Regions from separate parts of the Sus scrofa genome. Here region 2 is linked to region 1. Evidence: chromatin contacts called from public HiChIP or PLAC-seq data. All regions are on one chromosome and are shown on one strand. Each heading gives the region's core, a stretch centred on a gene start, on an enhancer-like site or on the middle of the called end of the contact. The rest is flanking DNA. Distances are from core to core; before and after follow the strand shown. Region 1 has its middle 32 kb from the start of MGST1. Region 2 has its middle 130 kb from the start of SLC15A5.

Region 1 (6,305 bases), core at 1,006-3,505:
GGGAGAGAAGCACTAATAAATCAACTCCATAGAGTGTAGGCTTCACTGGAGCTTCTAGCCTTTCATGATGGGCCCCACAGGGCATCACAGTATCATCCCAATCCTAGATCCATTCTCTCTGAAACCTTTTGCTTTTGTACCAGAAGCATTTCTGCTTCCTGTCCTTCTTCAGTGAGGAATTCGCCTGGCATACCTGCCCTTTTCCTACTTCTAAGTCTTTATTTTTCTAGAAAGCGCTTACTGTCCCTTTCCCTGGCATGATAAATTCTCAAAGCATGCACTAATGGCAAAAAGTGTGGTTTAAGGGAGATATTGTATTATTTGTGAACATATTTCAAAAACATTATCTCCATTATATATGTACAGACAAACACAGAGTCTGTTATATTAAGACATTGGCCCCATATGACTATGTTTTAACAAAAACTTTAAAGGAGAAATCCAGACTTGGAAAATCATCTAAAGTTTTACTATGTATATATAAAAAAAGCTAATCACAAGCATCCACTGATAGAACTCAGCTTATATTTAATCTTCCTCTATAGAGGACAAAATATTGTTGAAGTATTAGTTCAACAGGCAACAGTAATTCATGTAGGTACTGATAAGCAAGAGTTCTTTGTTTTGTTTTAGATAAAACACATCATAACTTCAAACTAATACCTCCAATTCAAATTCAGGAGTACAGGGTTTTTAATGTAACCTAGTGGATTTCATATCTGTTTCTCTTTTCTTCCATGCCCCAAACCCCTGTTTCAATGATACCAATATTATTATTCATTTGCTTTATCCATGCTACATCACAATGGTCTAAGAATAATATAAACACTCGACCAATTAAACAATTATATCATTACCAAAAAGAGGTTTTATTCTTTCTTTTTTTAAACCTATCTTGTCCCATTAAAGATGTACGATAAAAACAGCTATGCTTTATAACCACTTGGGATAATTTCTCTTGAGAAACTGGGCAAGCCTGGTATACATCAACAGGATACTTTGAGGTTTTTTTTTTTTAATTTCAATATTTAGGAATTGCATTTTGTGTTTAATTTTCTTTTTTATTATGTAAAATGTTTATATTTCCAAAGTTGCATCTTGAAATAAGCTATCTAAAGAGACAAAAAAGAATGATTTTCCAGTCTATTGCTACCTTCCCATATAGTTAACTGTGCTTTTAAATTTTATGGTTGTCTTTTAATGAATTTTAAAAATATAATCACACACACACACACACACCTTCTTATATCCTGGAGATATTTCATAGTAACTTAGAAATTTTTCTCATTCTTTTTTATACCTGCAAAATAATCCATTGTGCAAATACATCACAGTTTATTCAACCATTCCATTTTGGTGAGTATTTGAATTATTTGCAATATTTTGCTACTGCAAATGGAGCTTCAATTAACAGCTTTGTTCACAAGTACCTTTATATTTTTGACTGGTATACCTTTGGAATAGACTCCTAAAAATGGAAATCTAGGTAGTTTTTCTATTTCATCTTTTGAAATATATTTTAAAATGCTAATTCAGAATTCTAAACATAATGGTTATTGGTTTTTGTTCTGGTAAAGGGTTTGGGGAGATTTTTGAATTAGTAAAATTAAAATTCATTTGCGAGGCAGAGCAATGAGAAGTCACAATTTTCCTAGTGGAACAGTATACTATTTCTCCATAAAAGGTAATAAATTTAAATCCATCAAAGAAACTAAGAGCAATTCTAAAGCAATAGCTGTGACTCTATCATATATATGCGATATAAAATCACTACCATGAGCATAAATATTCCAGGAAAAAACAAAGATGTTAAATTAGATCTCATCGGATGTTTCTGAGTTTTCCATTCAGTCTCATTTGGCTCCTTGTTAGTGTAAACTTCTTGGCATTTGCTATGAAGTGATTAAACATTAACGGTTTTAACTACCATTTCTGAGAAGTGAGTGATGTAATAGCATTACATTGGAAGTGTCATGATTTCTATATGTCTACTCGAAGCAAAAAGAGACTTTTTCCAGCCAAAAGAGCTTTCAAACTTCAATATCTATTACAGTAAGATCAAGAGGACTGATCTGAGGGAGAAAATTCAGCTACCAGGGAGAAGACACACAGATTCAAAACATGCTGGTAAGAAGTGTGTTTTCATAGAGGTCAAATTAACAATATCTTGGGAGTTCTCCTGTGGCACAATGGGTTAAGGATCTGGTGTTGTCACTGCAGTGGCTCTGGTCACTGCTGTTGTGCAAGTTTGATCCCTGGCCCAGGAAGTTCCATATGCTGTGGGCGTAGCAAAAATGAAACAAAAATGAACAAAAACCCCCTAATATCTCAATCATTTAACAATTGAGCAAATGCTTAAAAGATTATCACATATTCTAGCATATACCATACCACATAAGACATAATATTTTAGAACAAAAAATAGACAATAATTTAAATATAAGAGAATCCATGTTGAAATAAAGTTGTTTTCTCAGTCACTTTGATTAAATTCTGGCACCAGTTATTTAGTGAAAAAGAACTAGAAATATTTCTGTATTCATTCATGTTCTTTGTATTCAATTGTAGAGATCAAGCTTTGGCAAACTTTTTCTGTAAAAAGCCAGACAGTAAATATCGGACTTTGTGAGCTAAGAGGCAAAATTAGGTATGTTATGTGGGAACCTATACAGCAAATGAGAAAACAAATTTCCACGTTTTTAATTTTTTAATTTTTTTTTTAAGGCCACGCATGTGGATATGGAAGTTTCCAGGCTTAGAGCCTATGCCACAGCCAAAGCGACATGAGATCCCAGTGTCATCTGCAACCTATGCTGCAGCTTGTGGCAACTCTGGATTCTTAAGCCACTGAGTGAAGCCAGGGATCGAATACACGGATCGAACCTGCATCCTCACAGACACTATGTTGGGTTTCTAACCTGCTAAGCCACAACAGGAATTCCTCCACATTTTTTTATTGATGAAATTCAAAAAATAATAATGGAGAACAATTTTGTTTTTGTAATTCAGGTATACTAGTGAGAAGAATGGAATTTTATTCAAAGCATAGTGTTTTGCTTAAATGGAGTTAAGACATCAAATTTATTGCAAATGTCCATTAGAAAGAAAACATTTTTTAGCTCGTAGGCCAAACTAAAACAAGTAGGAGGCCAAATTTGGCCCACAGGCAGTAGTGGACTGGCCACTGACATAGAAAATTCTCATGATAGTATAGGTTCAACCAGTTCAACAATTCCTTTTGCTTTCTTTACAACTGCTAAACTAAAGAATCCCCTTTGGGGAAGTTCCCTTTGCAGCTCAGTGGGTTAAGAACATGACTAGTATCCATGAAGATGTGTGTTCGATCCCTGGACTTGCCCAGTGGGTTAAGGATCCAGTGTTGCCCTGAGCTGTGGTGTAGGCTACAGACACAGTTCAGATCCTGCATTGCTGTGGCTGTGGCATAGGCCAGCAGGTGCAGCTCTGATTCAACCCCTAGCCTGGGTACTTCCATATGCCGCAGGTACGGCCCTAAAAAAAAGAGAGAGAGAGAAAAAAAAGGAGGAATCCCCATTGGAAGGCAAAGTCCCCATTTGTCTACTCATTGAAGTATAACCTGGCACATAGGAGGCCCACAGTAAATAGTTCTTTCATGAAACAATAAGTTAAATACACAAGATATCTATCTTAAGTGTAGACATATGGACTAAGTAGAATATAACTAACTCTGAGACTCAAGATTCTGGGTACTCAGGATGAAAAAGACCAAGAAACCCTATTTTACTTGCTCTGGGCATCCTATTTGCTTGTTGCACAATTGCTGCTGCTAGTGACTGATCTTCTGAAGTGATAGCATGCTCAATGTCAAAAGAAAATTTCATAGAAGGAAATCTTAGAGTGGGGATAACTCAATGCATTTGTTTATTTCTGAAAATTAACAAATGATCATTTGGTTTTGATGGCATTACATTGGTGATTCAGAGAAAATTAAAGATTATTATCCTCAGACATGAAATCACAAAATGCTACTTAACATGCACATTTAACTTTGATTTCTTCAATAGAGGCTACAAGTTTTCTACTGTAATTATTTCCACATCTTGCTCTTCATATTTTATCACCAGAAAAAGGAGGAGCCTACAACACCTGCCTCCAAAACAAATAAAATTTTTGGAGTCCGAGAATATTTCAAATATTTTTCTAATTTAACTTTTTAATTTGAAATGTGAAGAGGAGGTGAATTGCCTGTGTGTTTGAGTTAGTGGAAAGCTATCCTTAGGGCCAATTCTTGGTTCTCGACCTTCTATTGTCATGAAAGATGAGTTGTAAAGAAAAAGTAAAGTGCACTCCATTAGCTATCAAATTATAGATGCAGTGGATCAGACAAGGATTTAGCACAGCTCTTATTTTCATGACTAATTCAACCCATAGAAAGATAATATGCAATTATTTTGGCAAATACTAACACAAAAATTTTCCAGTCATACTGTCTGCTCTACCTTCAATACAGTAATAATCAGAACTTGATTAATTTTGGTGAAACACTTGGTTGGGAGCAGGGCGCAGATGAAAATTTCAAGAGAACAGACTGGGCACAATTTGGGAATCAACTTGATTAGAGAGGCGATAAGGCTATCCAAATATTTGTTCCTTGTCCCATCTGTCTCCCTAAAGCAGCACACTGCAAATGAGAGGGAGAAGGCCAAGTTCACATACCCAGTATGGCCTTTTTTATGTAGTTATAACTATTCCCATCATACTGAGTATATAACAGATTACCACTAATCTGATAAAATTATGACATGTCGGAATGAATGCTGTTTTCATTTCATAATGTCTTAGAATTTATAAGATGCTTCATATGTGTCTGAATTGAACCTTATAACAATATCATAAAGTGGGCAGGCGTGGGAGATTGGTTGCAAAAATAGCCTAAATGCTTCCTCTCTTAGGGCATCCAGGCCCCTGCGCCACATGACTTTGCAATTCTTCTTACTAATAAGGTTGAATCCATATCCTAGCACTTGAATTCTGCAGTCATACATATGACTCCCTTTGGCCAGTAGCATGTTAGCCAATGTGATATGTGCAGAATCTTGAAAAGATGCTTATACATTTCTACTTCGTCTATTGCTCTTTCCTATGGCCATGATGACACATCTAGGCTAGCCTACTGGAGAAAGAGTCAGCATACTTTTTCTGTAAAAGACCAGATAGCAAATCTTCTTGGCTTTGTAGGCCATGTGGTCACTATTGCAACTATTCAAATACTCGCCGTGGTCATTGTGACATGGAAGCAGCCATAGAAAATATGAAAATGAATGAACACAATTGTGTCCCAATAAAGCATTATTTCTAGAAACAACACATGAGCTGGATTTGGCCAATGAGCCTTAGTTTGCTGATCCTCATCCTACGGGATAAGACACATGGAACAGAACCGAGTTGCCCCAGTAATCCTAGTTGAGATCTTTTGGAATCAGCCACACTCCAGCCAATTCCCAAGTATATGAGACAGTCAAACACAGATCCAGCTAACCTCCTTTGCCAACCTGTGGTTCACAGCAGACACATGGGCAAACCCAGCCAACTTCAGCCCAACCCTGCAGAATCATTTGCAAAACCTCTGAGTCATGGATGATTTGTTAAAGAGATATTGAGGCAAAAGATTATTCACACAGTAGGTGAAGTTTTCATTTTGCCATTTCAGAATTAAAGATGGGGCTTAAGAAATTTAAATACCTTGGTCATTATCGCAGGTAGCCAGAAAGTGTCAAAACCAAGACTCAGATATAGGTGTACTCGAATCTAATGTTCTAGTCATTGTATAACACTGTTTCCAACCTTTACTTTTCCTCTTTACTTTAGGTGGTTTTGTTTATATAGAGATATAGACATAGATACATGTAACTTAAGGTAAAAGATGAAGAATTTTAGGCAGCTTCTAACCCCCCACTGATGCCTCTCTTAGCCTTTAGCTATTAAAAAAATCACATCACCCAGCCTTCAAATTTGGGTTATTTCCTTTACATTGCTAACACAGATCTCCTCGTGGTGTGTCACAGTCTGTACTGTCCTGGTTCTTATTTTCCAAATCTCCAGTAAGATGAGATAACTTAAACGGCCTACTCTTGCACACAGCTCCGATCGCTCCATTTTACGACTCCCGTTTTATGCGGTGCTGTCAGGGCTTTCTGAATTAAATGTGACTTAGGACCCACACTTGCTGACTGAAGAGGCTCAGAGGTCCTATAGCTCATCCACAATCTTGTACTTGAGCTGTCAAGTATGAGAGATTGGTGCCAAATTCAACCCAACACAGCCCC
Region 2 (6,305 bases), core at 1,269-3,768, 220 kb after region 1:
GAGGAAATTGAACCTGAAGAAGGTTAAGTGAATTTTCCAGTTTCATACTAGCACATACAAGCTAAAAAATAAAAATAAAAAAATAAAAAAAAAATCAGGTCTTCTATGAGTTTACTATTTCCAAACTTCTATTTGGCTAAAGAATCTCGTATATGCCACCTTGATCAAAACATGCATGGGTTTATTCATTTGGTAAACATTTAGAGAGTACCTATATGCTAAGAATACCTTAGCCCTCAGAGATGTTCACAGTCTAGCAAGAATACAATCCTGTAAACACAGGACCAGTGTCTTAGTCCTTAAATAATCACCTCCTGACACAGTGGCTGGCACAGAGCATATTTACTGAAGAATGGTATAGAATGAATATATTAAAAATTAAATTACTTTTTAAGCAAATTTAACACAATGAGAAATTACTCTGTAAAGCACAAAGCTCTACATAAACTTTAAGCATTATCACTGCATTCAATTTTAGGTGGAATTTTAATTTCAATTAGAATGCCAGAGTAAGTTCTTAGATAATTTTAATAATGCCTTTTTTATCCTATTTAACATTATTTCCTTCACATTCAATATACCATCAGGAGAAAGGCTGTTTTAAGTCCCTACTTCAAGAGTTCTTTAATCCTCTGACCTGACTGCAATCACTTCAGCAAATTCACCCACACCCTGATTCTGTCACTGCCAAAATTCCCATATGGAAGGGGAGGAGCCCTCTCAGAAGACTTGGCTCAAATCCTTGTAATAGCACTTATCACATTTTATTGTAATTATCTGTTGACATGTCTTTTTCCCCCTCAAATCAACACCACTTGATAATTCACCTACTAAAAGTTTTCAGGAACTCAAAATACAACTGTCATTTTGTAAAGTAAAATATTCTCCTTTCAAAATTAACCCCAAATAAAATCCTTTTATATTTAGAAAATATTTAACAACACTTCTACTGTTGGGTTCAGTTTCCTTAATATTCGCCTTCTCACAAACCTACTAAATAAACATGGAAAATCCTAAAATGAATGTTCAATTTTTAAAACACACGTAAGCTAATTTGGGAGGATAGTTTTGAAAATGAAGGTCCTCTGCTCCCAGCTTATGGTAATAATGCCCAGGCTGATACATTTCATTAAAAAGGCCACTCTACTAAGTTACAGAATTATTAACTAAAAATAGTGTGGTATGGCTAAGAATTCCATGAGGCACATTCAAATAGAAATCACGGATCTGGTGCTGATTTTTTATATAAGATGAACCTAAAGTAGCTTCTTTTCGTTTAAGAAAAACATTTAAAGATTGGGTAAAATCGCTGCTTTAATAACAGATGGTCCTTGCTTCCAATTCATTTTTTTTCTGTGTTAAATTTGCTTATCATTTTATGTGATATTTGTGTACACATGTTCAGAGACTGCAGGTTTTGATGGACTCTGATCACTACCAATTCCTCAGAGAAAGAGGAGTAGCAGTATTTTGGAAGCTCAGTAGATATCTGAAATAGTTGGAAGAGTTCCTAGAGTGATTTGCTACAGAGACCCTTGGAAGGCCAAGATTTATCTGCTTTACATAAATATGTCACAGGCAGATATTAAAAGAGTTTATGCTGTGGACCATCACCACCGGACACTGGATTAGCTTCAGACCTATGAGAGGGACAAGACCAGAAACATTATTTGACTCTCAGACTTTAGCTAAATAAGACTAGGTAGTTAATTTTAAGTAAAATTGGGAACGAAATATCACAAATAATAGGATAGCAGATGATATTTCACTGTTTAATTATGTACTACTTAGGTACTGTTTCTTCATACAAACTTTTTTTTTCCTTCATGCAAATTCTAAAGCTCATCCCTTCAATTCATTACTGCCCCCAATTCTTTTTTTCAAGAAAGAATGCTAAGCTATGATGTTCAGAAAGTTAACTTTAGTGGTAAAAACAATAATAGAAGTAAAGGGCTCATAAACAAGTTAAAGGCAAAAATGTAGAGAAGGAATATTCTGTCAAAAGAATTCCAGCCACATCGACGGTAGCTCAGTGACAGCGGTTACTCCTGATAGCCGACTGTCAAAGGCAGAGTTGCTGGAAAATGATTGACACATTTCATCAAAGCTTCCACTCAGCTGCCTCTGCCAACTGTCGCTGGTAAATGACTTAATCTTTGCTAAACTTTCATGCAGGAAAAGCAGAGTATTTGAAATGCACCCACATATAGACCTGAAACTCTAATGAGATCATTTGACATTCTGATTGATACGAAATCTACATTGTGTTTTGACTTGCCTGCCACCATTGATATGGTGGATTTCCACTCTGAAAGGTTCAAAAGTAATAGTTTACAATACATCCCAACTGTAACTGAGAACGAAGACATCTGGACGTGAATGAGTTAATTGCCAGTTATTTGTTCCAAGGTCAACATGTAATCACATTTCATATTTATTTTTTCCTTAGGAAAAGTAATTGCTTAGGAGAACAAAGAGACATAAATATTTTATGTAACTTCCTAAAAATAAAGAGTCATGTGGGTTCTTCCATGAATACATGTCTACATGCCTAAGGTTGAGGGAACTTACGCAAAAGTGTTGAAATGCAAGATAATACCGATTGCAACATCTGCCTACGTCAATTATGGATCTGCTACCCTAAGACCCCATAACTTTCTTACATGGATTTCAGATTGGTTTGTATGTTATGGTAAATCCACACTTCCTAAAAGTGTTAGAGGGGTTTTTTCTGCTTAATGCTGATCTTTTCTACAAGCCTATAGAGCCTTTGTGAACAGGGGTAGGAATCAAAATGAATTCTGGGTACTGCTTAAGTCAGGTAAATCCTATTATAATATTTACATATGAGGTGGGAAGAGAGGGCTAGCACCTGCATTCATGTGCCTTCCTCCATTTCCACACTGCTTGAAAAAGATAATTCGCTATTACAGGAAAATTAAGAGGAAAAATGTATGGCTTATGTCACCCAAAGCTTCTTTACCAGGGGAAATCAGCCTAAAGTTGTTAGTCACCCAACAGACAAGGGCTCTGTGATCAAAGGCAGTGACCTCCAAATTGCATTCTGCCCATTGCCGCTGTTTTCCCTTTGTTTTCCCTTCTACCTCTTAAGACATCAGACCATCTGATTCTAATTCTTCACAATTAACTCCACACATTGGGTTTCTCTTTTCCCTTTCTCTGACTCTCTCTTCTCCCTCCCTCATTGTCTGAAGAACTGATTTTCTTTTAACTAGGAAATTTTTATCTTGCCAGCAATCAGAGTTCAAATACAGACATACACAAGTTTCTGTAGAAACTCTTAATACGTAAAATTTGATTTGCTTCTAAATTTGGCAAAATGCCTTGTCTTCTCCGAATTCATAAGACAGATGAGACACAAAAGTGAGATAAATGATGCCGTCCTGCTATTTCAAATGCCATATTGATAGAGTCATTATTTGTGCCAATAAGGCTCACTGTCATCTAATTTTATCCTGTTTCTGTGTTAATTATGCTTAATTTTTGTCTTTCCTGCCTTTGATATCTTACGTTCTTCATTTACTAGAATCTAAGTTTGTGAACAACCAAATATTTCCAGCAACTTTCAGAGTGTATACTAGGTGCAAAACACTATACTTTTATCTTGGGTGAGGGTTGGGGAGTATAAAAATATGAAACAGATATGCTGACACATAATACAGGCTTAACAAAATGTGTGAAGGATAAAAAAGGAGGAAGAAAAGGGATAGCAAGAGAGAAGGGAGGAAAGATGAAAATGTCTAACAATTCACTGCATGCAAGAAAATGGATACTCTATTCCACCATGCTGCTATAGTTTCTTCATAGTGGATGCTATTACCTGCTACTGCCTTGATTACTTGTGTGTTTCTTGTCTTTCTCTTTAGCCAAAGAGTAAGTACCATGAAAGAACAAGGTTGCTGGTCCAGTTCAGAACTGTGAAAAAGTGTTTTTGCCCCAAGACCTAGGAAATGCCAAAGAAGTGTGAAAGTAAAGAAAAATGAATGAATTCCCTGACCTTAGAAGAGCAAGAACACTTTTCACTTTCCACATTAACTCCCAACAAACTGCCTTCCTTCTAGAATCTTTACTCCCACACAGTAAGGAATACTACTCTGAGTATACCTTGCTAGTCCAGCAATCAACCAATGTGGGGTTAATTATATGTAGAAGCAGAATTTGTCCCCATGGAATGAAGAAGCTTCTAATGAAGTTCAGGTTGGAAATTGCCCCAGTTGGTTAGAGATGTGATCCCTGTACCTGCTTTTTAGTCCTGTTCCTCCACCTGTGCCTGCCACCATTCTGTGTTTATTTGGGCTTTCTTTTTATTTCATTCTACTCCATTTAGTCTCTCAAATTTCTCCCACTTCTTCCTGACTTAGGAATTCTTACAGCTACTTTCTTAGAGTGTTATCTCCTTTCTTTCCCACTGTGTCATATGCTCTTTTGTTCATACACATTGGATTTATCACAGTCATCTATGTCCTCCTGGGGAAAGTGTGGTAGCCTCAGAGAACACACTGCTAAAACAATGGGGAATTCATAGCTGATTATCTGTACTTGATTGTATAGTTCAGATACTCAGGAAAAATTCTCCACTCCTCTTTGCAATTAGGTACAGTGATTAGAAACCTTGTATGTCATGCTCCAGTTCTCCCTTAAAAGCCCTCCTCTACTGGATGGTGGTGTAACTGACTCTTAATTTGATATTGCACAGGTAGATTAAAAAGAGGCAGCATTGGTGTTCCTACTGTGGTGCAGTGGGTTAATGATCCAGCTTGTCTCTGTGGAGGCGCCAGTTTGATCCTTGGCATGAAGTAGTAGGCTAAGGATCTGGCATTGCTGAAACCATGGCATAGGTCACAGCTCTAGCCTGGATTCAACTCCCCGCCTGGGAATTTCCGTATGCCATGGTTGTGACCAAAAAAGAAAAAAGAGAGAGGCAGCATATCCCTGAGAGTTCTGGATGACTAGGTATAAAAAAAGAAGAAGAAGAAGAAGAAGAAGATGAAAGAATTAAGACCACAGCATGTATTGCCCCAAATAGGTCTGGGGTTTGCTAATGTCAATAAACAGCTCCAAACTAAACATGAGATAGTGCCATCAGCAGTGTCCTTGACACTGTGGGTTCATTCATTTCAGCCTCATTTATGGTCCTATGGTGAAAAATAACTATTATTATTATTATTTATTTTTTCTCTTAAATAAGATCCTATACCTTCCTGAAAACTGTCATTTTGTAAAAATATTGCTGGAGGGCAGACCCCTACTAAGAAATGGAAGATGTGTGTGATTCACGCATCCTTGTGAAATGCAAGTGCCTATGAACCCTGACAGGCTATAATTACCAGCAGGCAGAGTTGGCTGTCAGTTACTAGTATAATTTTCGGGGTAAAATCCTTCGCCTGAGATTTCTTCCCAGGTGGCTTCTAGCAGATACCTCAAATTCCCCTATTAGGCATTTATATGTTTAGGTCAGTGATTCTAAAGAGGGCAGGAGCAGCGAGACACGGAGGCCAATGAAGGAATCTGAGACTCTTCATGTGGTTTGGAAAACATATATAATACCTCATTGCTTGGTTATACTATTACTGGAACTAAAACTCTTGGTTTTATATTTCTTGGCTTAGAAAATAAAGTAGAAATGAATTGAGAGATGCCTGAGTTTTGCAATGTTGAATAATAATAGTTTGGGTGGAAATTGGCCTTCTCCACAGTCCTTAGAGTAAATATAAAGGTCTTAGTACAAATTAGTTTATCTGCTGACTTTCTTCAACTGGATCACTCTTGTAGAGCTTTACGATGATGTTGGAAAGTGGCAGAGCGAGACAAGATTTGCTCATGTCTAGAACCTTCCTCCAATCTGTCTTTGGTCCCAATGAGTCCCTCACCTCCTTTTTCCTCTCTTCCCTCCTTTCCCAGATAAGATTCCATGATTCATTACTGTAATCCCTCACCCCAATGAAACAGCCATGTCAAGGTCACCAGGGGTCTCCACATTGCCAGTCTTCCTCCGTTTCAACTTCACTGAAGTATCAGTAAGATCTGACATATCCACCACTTCTTCCCTTTCTTATAATAGCAGGCATTACTCTCTTATCAGGCATACAGCCTCCACTTTTGTGCCCCTTTCCCATCTCCCTTGGGCTCCCCTGATTGTGCCAATTACTGTTCTGCCTTCCAGTTCCAAACCCACCCTTCACTGCCCTGCTTTGTGATACAGGAGTTGGATTCCACAGACTATCTTTCTTCTTTGCCTCTCGCTCCAAGGTAGGCTCTGCCAACAGAGCGCAATGGAGGGAGCC

What was found. HiChIP or PLAC-seq counts read pairs in DNA pulled down with a chosen protein or histone mark.
Region 2: an H3K27ac HiChIP or PLAC-seq map of alveolar macrophages shows a contact between it and region 1. The contact joins two enhancer-like sites. A contact is called at or near these places in 7 of 47 Hi-C or Micro-C datasets (embryonic fibroblasts, liver, mesenteric adipose tissue and 4 more) and 1 of 2 datasets of contacts at active chromatin or transcription factors (alveolar macrophages).

Annotation. Positions count from the first base shown.
Region 1 is chr5:56,248,201-56,254,505 of Sscrofa11.1, forward strand. No RefSeq gene overlaps it. Among named protein-coding and RNA genes, the nearest start is that of MGST1, 32 kb to the right of the region's middle. Within about 2 kb of position 2,256, at least 1 of the 83 cell types and tissues checked has an H3K27ac peak or open chromatin away from gene starts, as enhancers often do. A contact at or near this core is called in alveolar macrophages, where this site is marked.
Region 2 is chr5:56,471,738-56,478,042 of Sscrofa11.1, forward strand. No RefSeq gene overlaps it. Among named protein-coding and RNA genes, the nearest start is that of SLC15A5, 130 kb to the left of the region's middle. Within about 2 kb of position 2,519, at least 1 of the 83 cell types and tissues checked has an H3K27ac peak or open chromatin away from gene starts, as enhancers often do. A contact at or near this core is called in alveolar macrophages, where this site is marked.